Linked DNA regions of Mus musculus: region 1 is linked to region 2. Evidence: chromatin contacts called from public Hi-C data. All regions are on one chromosome and are shown on one strand. The core of a region is the stretch at or near the end of the contact, and the rest is flanking DNA. Distances in the headings are between cores, read along the strand shown. Region 1 has its middle 12 kb from the start of Ap4e1. Region 2 overlaps Usp8 (ubiquitin specific peptidase 8).

The links. A called contact is a pair of places that touch in the nucleus more often than the background predicts.
Region 1: a contact with region 2 is called in a Hi-C map of liver, with 2.0 times the contacts expected there. The contact joins two enhancer-like sites. A contact is called at or near these places in 4 of 39 promoter capture datasets (embryonic stem cells, erythroid cells and macrophages), 3 of 15 datasets of contacts at CTCF or cohesin (the NIH/3T3 cell line, pro-B cells and stem cell-derived epiblast-like cells), 8 of 484 Hi-C or Micro-C datasets (3T3-L1-derived adipocytes, the HPC-7 cell line, Th1 cells and 4 more), 9 of 115 datasets of contacts at active chromatin or transcription factors (the 230-238 cell line, astrocytes, bone marrow-derived macrophages and 4 more) and 3 of 9 other capture datasets (adipose tissue, embryonic stem cells and macrophages).

Annotation. Positions count from the first base shown.
Region 1 is chr2:126,993,642-127,000,140 of GRCm38.p6, reverse strand. No RefSeq gene overlaps it. Among named protein-coding and RNA genes, the nearest start is that of Ap4e1, 12 kb to the left of the region's middle. Within about 2 kb of position 3,175, at least 113 of the 459 cell types and tissues checked have an H3K27ac peak or open chromatin away from gene starts, as enhancers often do. A contact at or near this core is called in liver, where this site is marked.
Region 2 is chr2:126,725,889-126,732,791 of GRCm38.p6, reverse strand. Usp8 (ubiquitin specific peptidase 8) reads right to left here. Exons shown (of 19, transcript NM_019729.3): 5 at 3,470-3,632; 6 at 689-731. Among named protein-coding and RNA genes, the nearest start is that of Usp8, 22 kb to the right of the region's middle. Within about 2 kb of position 3,366, at least 6 of the 459 cell types and tissues checked have an H3K27ac peak or open chromatin away from gene starts, as enhancers often do. A contact at or near this core is called in liver, where this site is marked.

The sequences.
Region 1 (6,499 bases), core at 1,926-4,425, 270 kb before region 2:
TGGTAAGACATTTTCTATGTTTTGTTTTTGTTCGTTTGTGTGTGTGTGTTTTATTTTGGGGGGAGGTTGTAAGGGCAAAGAGCATATATGAGGGGACAGGGAGATGAGCAGCCCTGGGGTGCATAATATGAAACTCACAAAGAATAAATTCCCTCAAAAAGAGAGACATTCCATAAGTTCTGTGACTCTAAAGAGCCCTGACTAATACAAAGTTAAAATTAAAGTCATTGCTCCCTAATACTGTAAGACCCCAACTCAATGTGTTTCTTAGACCCCTAGAAACGAAGCCCAGCATGGAGTTCTTTGTTCTTTTGCCTTCAGCATGAGAGATGAGCTGTAATTCACCATCCCCATTTTTACGATGTTTACTCAGCTTCCCCATTCTTTGTGGTCTTATCCTCCCCTCACTTTGCAGTTTATTCTTTAAAAACCCTCAACTGCAACTGCTGGGGGGGTCGATCCCCTCTGCCCCTGTGCGGGTTACGAGCTCGGCCTCAGAATGCTGATTTCCAAATAAACCTCATGCGATATTGCATCAAGAACAATTTCTCTCAAGTTATTGGGGCATCGGCTCATCCTGGGACTTGAGCGAGGATCTCCCCGAAACGGGGGTCTTTCAATACCTTCTGCCATTTAAAATAGATTTGCATTTTAATTTAAAACTTTAAATTACATTTTAATTGTATGGCTCAGCGGGTAAGAGCACTGACTGCTCTTCCAAAGGTCCTGAGTTCAAATCTCAGCAACCACATGGTGGCTCACAACCATCTGTAATGAGATCTGATGCCCTCTTGTGGTGCGTCTGAAGACAGCTACAGTGTACTTACATATAATCAATCAATCAATCAATCAATCTTATAAAAACCCTTTATCATTGAATATAAATCATACATACTATTAAACACCTTGCCATGCAGCGGTGCTGTACGTGGGTGCTGTGAATTGAACCTGGATCCTCTGGAAGAACAAACTGTACTCTGAATCACTGAGTCATCTCTTGAGCCCTAAGGTAACATTTTTAAAAGTTGAGATGTTCTGTAAGTCTTTCTTGTTAAATACACAATTTAACATTCAGGGCATATATAAATGCTCACTAGGGGCTGGTGAGGTGGCTCAGTGGGTAAGAGCACCCGACTGCTCTTCCAAAGGTCCGGAGTTCAAATCCCAGCAACCACATGGTGGCTCACAACCATCCGTAACGAGATCTGACGCCCTCTTCTGGTGTGTCTGAAGACAGCTACAGTGTACTTACATATAATAAATAAATAAATCTAAAAAAAAAAAAAATAAATGCTCACTAAAGTCTGATTCAGCTTTCTGAAGGCATGTTATGTGAGTGAGCAAACACATTTATTTATTTAAATGGAGTTACTGTACCCGAGGTGATGATGCTCCCCGCAAAAGGCTCAGTACCAGGTATGGGAAACTCCCCTTGATTTACTGTCAGAAGAATACAAGAATTCCAACAACACGCCCACCAACCTCCCACAAAAACCAAAAACCAATATGGATCATTGCCACTGCCCTCGGTTGACTTCCAGAACTTGAAGGCAAGACCTTATTGCTGAAGACACCACACACTTCAGACACAGACTTGGAGAAATTGAACTGGAACTGAGATGGGCGCCTCCTGCAGAGGACTAGCTCCGACACATGCAGGTGCTAAACAAGCTGCCCAGTGAGAGGAGCAATCTATAGGCCTATCCAGCTGTGAAACCCAAGGACCATAGGCATAACAAAGCAAGATAGCTCGCATGGTCAATAGTCGCTTTTATCTTGTAACCATGGCTGTCTAATTGGATTGTTCCAGGACATCCAGGGTTTCTCAATGGGCAGAAATCCACTTTTGGTACTGTAATCCTAGCCAACTGGTTACCCGTGGCCAGAGAGCTCATAGACCCGAGTGGAGACCCTAATCCTGCCTTTTTCCTAAACCGATGTAATTTCTAACTTTATCCTAAACTCTTCCTTGAACCTTGAAGATAAGAGTTGCTCTCACACCCCATCAAAGAAGCTTTCTTATGTAACAGATGGAGACTATTACAGAGACCCACCCTGGTCAAAACGCAGAGATTACAGATCTGTGGGGTGTCCAACCCCAACTGACACGTATTCAAAACAAGCCCTACGCCCAAGGCTCAAGGAAAATCATAGAAGGGGCAGAAAGACTATAAGACTCATGGTCCAGGACACTTGTTACTAGATAGTATCCCCTAAGCATGACAGGGCAAATGCACCCACTAATGATTGTGTGAAGACTGGCTAAAGACAACATCAGCTGACATGCCAATGTGGACACAGGATGTTCCATATGGACCCACGCCTAGAAGAGCTACAATGACCAATAGTTGCTGAAAGAGAGAATGACTTTCCTCCAGGAGAGCCAGCCCTGCATAGGATGTGCAATCCCAAGTGGTCAACTCGAGATAATTGTACATATAAGCAATGCTGAATGCCCTCAGAGGATGCATACACATATGTATTTATATATGTATATGTAAAAATAATAAAGACAAGGCCATGCATTGGGAGGGATAGACACTGGAGCAGTTTGACGGATGAGGAAAGGCAAGGAGTGGATAGAGACTCAATGCTCATGTGCAAAGCTCTCAAAAAGTTATAAAAGGAATTTAAAATAATGAAGAAAAAAGAGGTGTCTCTGTTGGAGGCTATGTACAAGAAGAAGGTATTCCAAATCTAGCTTTTGAGGTAGTATCAATGACCCACAAGAATACAGTGTTACAAAGCCTGTTGTTAAGTTGATCTTAAGATACTCTCTCAGGGAAGAGGGACACAAGAAGACAATGTTATAAAGTGGCCTTTGGTAGGAGGAGTGCTTAGGAGACAGGCTTACAGATGGCAGTATTAAGGTAGTCTCTGATGCCGGGCGTGTTGGCGCACACCTTTAATCCCAGCACTCGGGAGGCAGAGGCAGGCGGATTTCTGAGTTTGAGGCCAGCATGGTCTACAAAGTGAGTTCCAGGACAGCCAGGTCTATACAGAGAAACCCTGTCTCGAAAAACAAAACAACAAACAAACAAACAAGGTGGTCTCTGTTGTGGTGAATAATGCCAACCTAACTCCTTTCATTGCAGATCCAACAAGCTTCCTCAATAGCTGGAGGGTAGCTGCAGTTCTCTCTGCTGTCACTAGATGACCGTCTATACTCAGAGGAGAAAGAAAAGAAAGCCAACTGGATCCCAAGGCCAGGATCATTCCAAAGAGGAAGTAAACCAAAATAGACCGTTTGTAAGTGCGGTACTCAATAATAAACAGTAGGAAGGCCTTGTTTTTCTACAGAATATGTGGGGCTTGCCTTCAAAGACTCTGTCTCTGGATAAGTTAATGACTATTATCTTCTATCCTCTATTTTGTGGCTTCTTTCTTTTTTATTTTGGCGTTTGTTGTTAGTTCCTGTTTTGTTTGAATCAGACTCTCACTGGCTTTCCTAGAACTCACAGTGTAGACCAGGCTGGCCTCAAATCCATGGCTTTATCCTCCTGCCTCTACCTCCTCTTAGGTGCTAGGACTAGATTTCAGGCACCCCAATCCTGGCTATGATTTGTTGATCCTATTCTCTCCTATTGCCTTCTCTCTCTCAGACTAAAATTCACAGGAGAAGCACAAAGCAATTTTTTGATAAGTCAATACTTGAAATACCTTTCTCCAGATAGAATTTCTTTAAAAAATTTTTTTACTTATTATTATAAATAAGTACACTGTTGCTGTCTTCAGACACACTAGAAGAGGGTGTCAAATCTCATTACGGGTAGTTGTGAGCCACCATGTGATTGCTGGAATTTGAACTCAGGACCTTCAGAAGAGCAGTCAGTGCTCTTGCCCAGTGAGCCATCCACTAGCCCCAGATAGAGTTTCTTATGCTCTCACGCATACTTCCGTAACATTTGGAAATACCTAGATTAGATCAGATCAAGATCCACACAGCTACAAATCCTCTTGGTAACTTATGCTGACTCTCTAGTATTGGTACATTGGTAGTATGTGTGTCTGTGGAAATTTCTTGTAAGAGTGTATTAGATTTTTTTTTTTTTTTTTTTTTTGGTTTTTCGAGACAGGGTTTCTCTTTATATCTCTGGCTGTCCTGGAGCTCACTTTGTAGACCAGGCTGGCCTCGAACTCAGAAATCCGTCTGCCTCTGCCTCCCGAGTGCTGGGATTAAAGGCGTGTGCCACCATGCCTGGCTGTATTAGAATTTTTAAATGACCTTTAAAACATTACTGATGAAACGCAGCTACCTTAGTATAACCCCCACTCTGCATCTTCCCTTCCTTTGCCTGTCCATGAGTTTTGGTAAAGTCTCCTTAGGTCTATTTCCAAATCTGTAATGTTACTGGTCTATTACACAGAGATTACTCACTTCGTATGGAAATTGAGAGCTGCAGAAAGAATAGCTTGTGAGGAATTATCAAAGTTTGGAACTGACTTCCAGTGGGAAGTGCATGAGCATACCTTTTTTTTTTTTTTTTTTTTTTTGCCTTTTATCTGTGTATATGTCTGCCATGCTCACATGTGCTCTATCGTGAGAGAATCCAGACATTGCATCTTTTCCTCTTTGGATTTTGTCTTTATACGACAGTTGCTTTATACGACACCTGACTGGCCCAGCAGCTTCCAAGGATTCTCTGGTCTCTGCTTCCCATCTCCTCATAAGAGTGCTGGGATTTCAGACACGCGCTACCATCATGTCTGGCTCACATGGGCATTGGGGATTGAAATCTGGTCCTCACACTTGGGTGATGGGCACTTTACCCACTGAGGCATTTTTCTAGTCCTACACGATTTATTACACTCGCCAGGGTTTACTTACAAGTTTTGTTGCTACTGTTAGGACTCTTCACACATTAGTAACAAGTAATGAGAGAAAGAATTTTTATATTGACCCAGAAATTCTGGAAGCTATCTAGGCAGAAATCAATGTGGGCTCTTGAAAGCAGCTGGAGTGGCAAAAAAAAAAAAAAAAAAAAAAAAAATCAGCCAGTGTGATGTGGCTTTTCAATTACCTTAGCTATAAAGTGTGGCTATTAACTGAATAGTTAATTGGCTCCACCCGAAATGGAACCATAAAAGCATTTGGTCCCACAGGCTAAAGAACATGTTGTACCTGTTGAAAACTGTTAAAAGGCACCTTTAAAAGTCTGGCCATAACTGAGCAATGACTAAATGTAACCTTATTAGGCCAGACATTTTAGATGGTAGCAATGGTGACTACCTACACAGAACTGTGCCCAGACAGCCAAGTCTAAATCCTACCTCTGCCATTTACAGTCTGTACAACTCTAATTACATATTTTACATTCACGAGCCTTTCTATCTCCATCTCTATAATGAGCTCAACAGTAACTATCCTTCTGACCTGTAGGATCTGAATAATTAAGTTAGATCACACACAGAAAAGAACTTTGAAGACGCGACACAACACAAATATTAGTTACAGCGCCTAAGCCAGGCAGTCATATTTTACAGCTGGTGAAGCTGACTGACTTGGCTAAGGACCAGTTGTGGCTGAGTTAGGTTGAGGACAGATCTCCATGGCTTCTTTCCAGAACATCAATCCGTACTTCTTTGACAGGTAATATAAACTAAGTCTCTGCCCATGTCTCATTTACATACAATTTATTACCCAGCCATAAAAAGTCATTAAAATTTAACTTTAAGTTTGTTAGAAGCTGGATTTAATTACCATGTATGTGTATATATATATTACTAACCTTCCAGCTGCCCCTGAAGGAAAACAGGTTTTTGTTTTGTATTTTTTTATTGTGTATATCAATGCTTGGCTAAGACTTCAAGTTTTATGAGAGTCACATGAGATAATTTGAATGCTAAATCCAACTACTGGGAGGAATGTACAACAACAAATCATACCTTGTACAAAAGCTAAAGCTTTCACTGTACTTTCAGGATTCTTTAAAAAATTCTTTACCTTCATTCTAACCTTTCATTTTGCTACTGACAAAGAAAGCGCCATTTGTGGCTTCCAGAAAAGTTCTGTTGTTTCTCTTTTCTTTTTAATGTGTATTTGTGTATGCCTGCTTACCCATATATGCAGCACATGCATACTGGTACCCACAGAGGCCAGAAGGCATTAGATCCCCTGGTGCTGGAGTTGCAGGCAGCTGTGTACTGCCTATGTGGGTGCTGGGAACCAAATTCTATCCTCTGCGAGGACAGCAAGTTCATTTAACCACAGAGTCATCCTCCAGGCCCCCAAAAGTTCTCAGCACTAAGGAGGCAGAGTTCAAGGCCAGCCTGGTCTACATAATGAGTTCCACTATAGACAGAGCTTCATAGAGTGAGACTCCAACACAAATAAATAAATGGATGGATGGATGGACGGATGGATGGATGGATGGATGATAGATACTCGTTCTAATGCTTTCTTTGCTTTAATAGTCATGTATCAATAATGTCCCTATGATTACAGCATCCAAAGAATACTTTTATTGTAAAGAAAGCTATTTTCCTTATAATTTATGGT
Region 2 (6,903 bases), core at 2,117-4,616:
AACTCTTACAAACTAGAATCACAAATAACAGCTAACAGCCCTTAAATTTACTATGGATTCTCAAAGTTTAATATGTGCAGCTGAATTCACTATGAACTGTTTCCTTACTAACTCCTTTGACAGTTAATGCTGTCAACTTCACAGTATCTAAAATCACCGTAGAGACACCTTCTAGGCACGTCTGTGAGGAACTGTCTCATTTCTATTAGCTGGCTGAGGTGGCATGGCTCCACGGCTGAGGTACTGTCTGGGTGAAGAGGAGCGATGACCAGAGTGCTAGCACTCACCTTCCTCTGCCTCCTGACTGCACTGCAGCTGCCCAGCTGCCTCAAGCTCCTTACTTACTTCCCTGCTGTGATCAACTGTACCCTGGAACCGTGAGCCAAAAGAAACCCTCTTTACAGATGGGGAAGCTGAGGTAGAGTGGTAAGTATCATACTCAGTATACTGAAGAGCAGCTGCTGAGTGGTCATCTCTCAAATACTACACTATGGTTAACTACTGTACCTAGAAAACAAAACAAGTAAGCTGCACACTGCCACATTTAATCATACCAGACTAAAATGGTGCATAAACTCTCCCCTCAGTAAACCAATACAGAACTTACAGAGTACAGGAAGACTCTCCCTGTATCAAACTGAAGTCTATTCCAGTGGAGAGACTCAGCGGAACGTCCTTTCTCACATACCTCTCTCTGCAGCTGCAGCTCCTTCACTCTTCTCGCCGTTAATCTAGTTCACAGAAGAAAAGCGTTTCAACTTCACAAAAGAGACTCAAACTTAATACTCCATTGCAATCGAAAGCTAAGAAATAGTGTGCCAAGTAATGGCATTTTATAAAAAATACACATTTAAAAAAAGATACAGCTCAGGAGCAGAGCACTTGCCTTGAGTGCATGAAGTACTCAGCCTGGTAACACCCTCTGCCCTCAAGAGTTTAGACACAGGACTGGCTTTACTAGGCATCAGCTAAAATAACCACAAGTGTATCAGAATCGCTGTTCAGGCTCCAATTTTCTTAAACAAGTGCCAGATATCATTTGAGTACTTAATTAGGAAGTGTTTCTTAAAATGAAACAGCAATTCTAGTATTCTAGTCAGTGTTTTCTACCATAAAATTAAAGGAAAATCAAGTAATAACAACATACTACTTCTACTACTTATACAGTTTACATTTTCCGAGGCAACATGACATAACCTTGTAAGATGCTAGCTCATTTTATAGATGGGAAAACTGAGGACCCGCTTGAACCTATGGGTCAAAGTTAGTAACACACTTGTAGGTACACATTTGCCCAAGTTATATATATCGTCTGGCTCCTAGCATGACACAATATGAAACACAGGGTATCATCCGCAGAGAATTCTCATCATGAAACTAAACAGCACTGCCCTGACACTGCAGGAAATAAAGGAAAGCCTACAGGCTGGGGGAAAGTGTGGTTCACTTTCTTTATTCAGTCAAGTACATGGTATGACGAAGTTTCAGAGGAAGAGAATCTTAAAGGGAAATTATTTTAGCGCCTTAAGAGATATAACAATCAGAAGACAGTTCACTGTTTTGCATCATGATTCAACAAATTAACTTGTGAACAAATTAACTTGTGAAATTAACTTGTGGACAAATTAACTTGTGAAATTAACATGCAGGCAACAGCAAAATCCGAATACAGACTGAGCACCCGGGGATACTAAGGAGTTACTATTAAGTTTACAGGGTGGCGAGGACTACAGTTATGAGAACTGTGCAGCAAAGCAGTTAGCAGTAAAGTAGCAGAGCAGCTACTCAAATAGTACAAATACTCAAGCCGAGAGCGAGAGTGAGAGCGAGAGAAACAGTGTAGGAGACAAAGTGGGCAAATGTTAACGTCACAGTAACAGGGTGGGAGATGTAGCACAGCTGGTCATTTGCTTACCCTAGCATGCCATTAGCTTGGCAAGATTACAAGGGCCTATAATCTTAGAAATTGGGGCAAAGGCAAAAAGCAGAAATTCAAGGCCAGCCTTAACGACTTAAGTGAGCCTGGGCTACAAGAGACTCTGTCTCAAATTAGAGAAAAAAAGTGACTACTCACTTCTAAAAAGGCAATAAGGGGCTTGAGAGCTGACTCAGCAGTTAAGAGCATTGACTGCTGACTCTTAACACCAGCACCCACATGGCAGCTCACAACTGTCTGTAACTCCAAGATCTGACTCCCGCACTCAGACATACATGGAGGGAAAACACCAATGCCCAAAGAATAAAAATAAATTATCTTAAAAAACAAACAAAAGAAAAGGCAACAAAATGAAAGATTCCCCTTTAAGTCCGGTTATTGCTTACGGCAGCCACTTGACCTGTTGAGAAGGTTAGTGGTTTGTCTCCCTGTGAATTCCAACAATGGGAGATCAGACTGCTTAACCCAGTGAGACCTCTCCCAAATACCAGCAATCCACACTAGCAACAGGGGAACACTACGTACCCCTAAGAAACACAGGGATCAGAGGGAGCAAAGCACAGCCTCCAAGGAGTTCAACAACTGAAAACCACTTACATCTTCAGGAGAGTAATTCTGAGAAAGTAAGGAAGGGGCACAGTGACAGCTGGCAGAGATTGTGTCACTGGTGGCTTTTGATAAAGACATCTTGTACACATGCTAAGAAGATTGAATAAAACGCTGAACAGGACAGACAAAGGGAAAACTGGAATAGAGGAAGAAAGGAATAGATGGCGTGTGTGCCTAAGACTCCAGTAACCAAAACTGTTTGGGACCAAATAAAGCAGCAAACCAAGTCCTTTGCTCTTTATTTTATTTTTGTTTTTTGGGCAGGGTTTCCCTGTGTGGCCCTGGCTGGCCTGGAACTCACTTGAATGAACTCTGAGCTCTACCTGCCTCTGCTGGGATTAAAGGCACTCACCTTACCACCATGCCTGGCCCTGGTCCTTCTCTTAATGGAGATTTATCAGTAGGAAAAAGACACCTTAGACCTCGTTTTAAGACCTTCATTTGGGCCGGGCATGGTGGCTCACGCCTTTAATCCCAGCACTCGGGAGGCAGAGGCAGGCGGATTTCTGAGTTCGAGGCCAGCCTGATCTACAGAGTGAGTTCCAGGACAGCCAGGGCTATACAGAGAAACCCTGTCTCAAGAAACCAAAAAAAAAAAAAAAAAAGATCTTCATTTGGCAAACCTGAGTCCAAGAGTTGTTAAGCAAAACTCACACAGGCCCAGAACTAGATAGATAGATGACAATCCAATGGTTCCTCTCAGGCCACCCTCCTTCCACTGTAGTGACTGCTAACATTGTAACCAGTGACCAGGACAGTGCTGCTGTGGAAGCTCACAGGAAAACCTGCAGTCAGGACCTTTGATTCTAATTCCAACCAATGGTATCCCTATTGCCTCAAAAGAACTTTACAGTGGCAGTGCACCTCCTCCAGATAGGTCACCTGGCAAACAGGACCAGCGTTTACACAATAAACTTGCAATACCCTTTGGGTTTTGGTTTTGGAATCCAGTAAATTTTCCACAGAGCGTTTGGCTGCCGCACCGCTGTCCTCTCTCCCCATCTCCTGCCTTTTCTGTTGCTGCAGCTGCTCTTCCTCCCGTCTGTCCTTTTCTTCAAGTTGTTTCCGAACTTCAGCCTCTTCGTATCTAGTTGAAAGAAGCTTCCTATTAATGTGATGGAGTATAGCTAAGGGCGTTCATGTTTCATACTTAGCATCTTGGCTTGGGAGAATTCTGCTAGAGTTCCCATACAAACCACATGCATCTGCCCTCAGGGGCTGTCTGTGTACTTTAAACTGGACAAACACCTTGAAAAATAAATGTTATGCTCTTTTTATTAATGTTGTTCTTGCTTTTTCACTAATTTCAAGTAATTATCAATTCTGCTACAATTTCACTTTTTAAACAAACTCTTGATTCACTCTGGAAGAGGACTTCTCCCAGTATCTCACTGTGTAGATGATTTAGATCAAAATGTTAAAACAAGTATTCAAGAAAGGTATTAACCACATCAACTGGAGAATTATTATCAAAGTCAAGACGTGATTATCTTCTATTTTGCTAAATGTTAAACAAGCTATGGTGAGTACAGTTTGCAGCTATCCTAAGACATTGCTCACCCAGTCATTAGTGAATACAGTAATGACTGCTGGTTCTGAACTTAAGAGGATCAGGGGAGATGGAGACAGAGACAGAGATGGGGTGGTGAGGGAAGGAAGAGAGAAGGTAGAGCCGAGAGAGAAAAGGGTAACAAATAATTTACTCCAGTCAGTTAGGAAAGAACGAACTAAAACTCTGGCATGCTTATACTGTCTATTGTCCATACTTGTATATGAAGGACATATACCTCCCCAGACAGCCACAGCTCTGGACTGCCACAAAGATAAGGAGCAGGCAGGGTGAAGAACTGGGAAGGGGAAGGACATCTGTCAAACTCTCTAATTTTGATGGTTTTATTCCTAACACCAGGACTTCATGTGCTGAAGAGGCAGCTAAAACTAATACAGAGCGCCAAAGTTTCAGCCCTCTTTGCATAAAGTTGTCCCAGTCTATAGCCAACACCCAAACTAAGTAAGAACAGAGCAAACACTGAGGAAACAGCTAACTTTAAAAGACATTCCAGATGCTGACTACCACAGGCAAGACAGTGTATAAAATCCAACCCAGCCAAGTTCACCACCATTCTAGAACAAAATACCCTAACACTCTTGAAGGGAATAAAACCCACCATGTCCGAAACTAACCAACACAGCAAGAAAATAAGACATCCAGAGAGAAAGGGCAAGCAGTGCAAACTGGCTGAGATAAACCTGAATGACAGATTTAAAACAGCAATCACAGCAGCTAACCAACTCTGGCCATGGCTATGTGAAACATGGTTTGTAATGACTAAACATAAAGGACACTTCTGTAAAAAAGCAGATACTATAAAATAGCTAAACAGAAATTCTAGAGTTAAAATGTTTCTGAAAAATAACCTGAAAACTGGAGACAACATTTACAACCTAAAGAGCAACAAAAACTATGACAAGAGAGGCTTAGACAGCAACAGAAACAGCCTCAGGTGGATTTCCTGACAAACCAAAGGCCTGTCACAAGAATAGCCAGAGTGCCAGTAAGAGAATGAAACAGAATAAAAATATTTGAAGAAATCATAGCCCCAAACTCCCCAAATTTGATAAAAGACATAGATTTACAGATGCAGAGTCCAGTAATCCCAATTAGAAAAAATAGAAAAATAATGGTAGTCACATCATAGACTGCTACTAAAGAGAAAATCTCAAGCCAGGAAAGAAGGACATAAGACATACAGTAAATTAACAACAGGACCAACTGGTGGGGATTTCCATGTCAGAATCAATAGAAGACAGCTGGGCATGGCCCTGCACATTTAATTCCAGCGCCCCAAAGGCTTCTGTGACTCTGATGCTGGCCTGGTCTATATAAAAGCGTTCCAGGCTAGCCAGAGCTACCAAGGGGGACAAAAGACAAAACAAACAAACACAACAACAAAAACCCTGTCAACTCAGAAGCACGAATCTTATGAAAACATTACTTAGGAACAAGGGCATCAGTTCATAACTTAGTCTGACAGAGAGAATGACTCCCACAAGCTGTGGCAGACGACCACATGCTCCCACCCAAACAAATAAGCAAGCAAATGAAAAACAGGAGTAAAAATAAAAGTATTTCTAGATAAGAAAAGTGAAGAACTTGTTCCTCACAAATGTGGACTACCAGAAAAGCTAGGGCGATTCTCTAGAGCCCAGCAAGGAGTCAGGCAGACACCTGCATCATGTAGCAACAGAGCGAGCCAGAAAACAGGACAGGAAAGGCAGGTAGAGAAAAAAGTACTTCCCCTTGCTTTCCTTAAGCATATATGCTACGGCCGGTTTAGGCATGAACAGAGGGACCATGTCAGTGAGGCAGACTGTCAGGATAAATGGAAAAGTAGGACAGAATGAAATTGAATGGGCTGCCAGTAATGAAGGAAAGCTGCAGGCCAGCCTCAAAGGAGAGACTGTTTCCAGATAAGAGAAACAGTGATGGAATTCATCAGGAATGTATGATAACCATAGATGTATAAATTCCTAAATCCAACTTAAGATACACAAAAGCTCAATGTGATTACAGAGAGAAATAAAGTATTTGTTTAGATTTTTAGTATCCTGTCATAATAATTGTTACAACCTCGTTGCCAAAATAAACACCCCATGAAACAAAACAAAAACTCATAACAAACCACCACCACCTCCAGTAACAAAAGCTGGGCTAGACCAGGCCTGGAAACGCAGGTCCATAACCTCAGATATTTGAGACGGTGAGGCAGGAGGGCTGCAAATTCAAGGATAGTCTGGGCAACTCATGGCAGTGTGTGTGTGTGTGTGTGTGTGTGTGTGTGTGTGTGTGTGTGTGTGTGTGTGTGTGTGTGTGTATCTTTCCAAGTTCGAGCATTTGTGGTAGCACAGGGCCTAGGTTCAAAATCCTTGAGGGGGTGGGGCAGAAAATAGTTAAGATCTGAACAGCATTCAACAAAGCACAGAGACCTAAATGACAAACAGTACTACAGTGTAAATAAGGTCTGTCAACTCTAACCCCTCCTAACCATCCCCACCCTATCACACTCCAGCTGAACTTGCATTTCCATTGTGGGGTATATTCAGTCACTGCACTTGTCTTTTCAAGTACACACTGCATCCTGGCCAAGGTAAAAGTATATGTAGAACCATAAACAGGAACTGTTTAATAATCAATTATCTGTAGCGATGATGAAATTGAAATAGATATCAGTAAGATACCCAGAAAAATCTCATATCTGAAAATTAAATGCCATACTTCTAAACAATACTGGGTCAAAGGACAAACAAAACGCTCAAGTACTCTGAAAGAGCAGCAAGTTGCTCTTAACTCCTGAGCC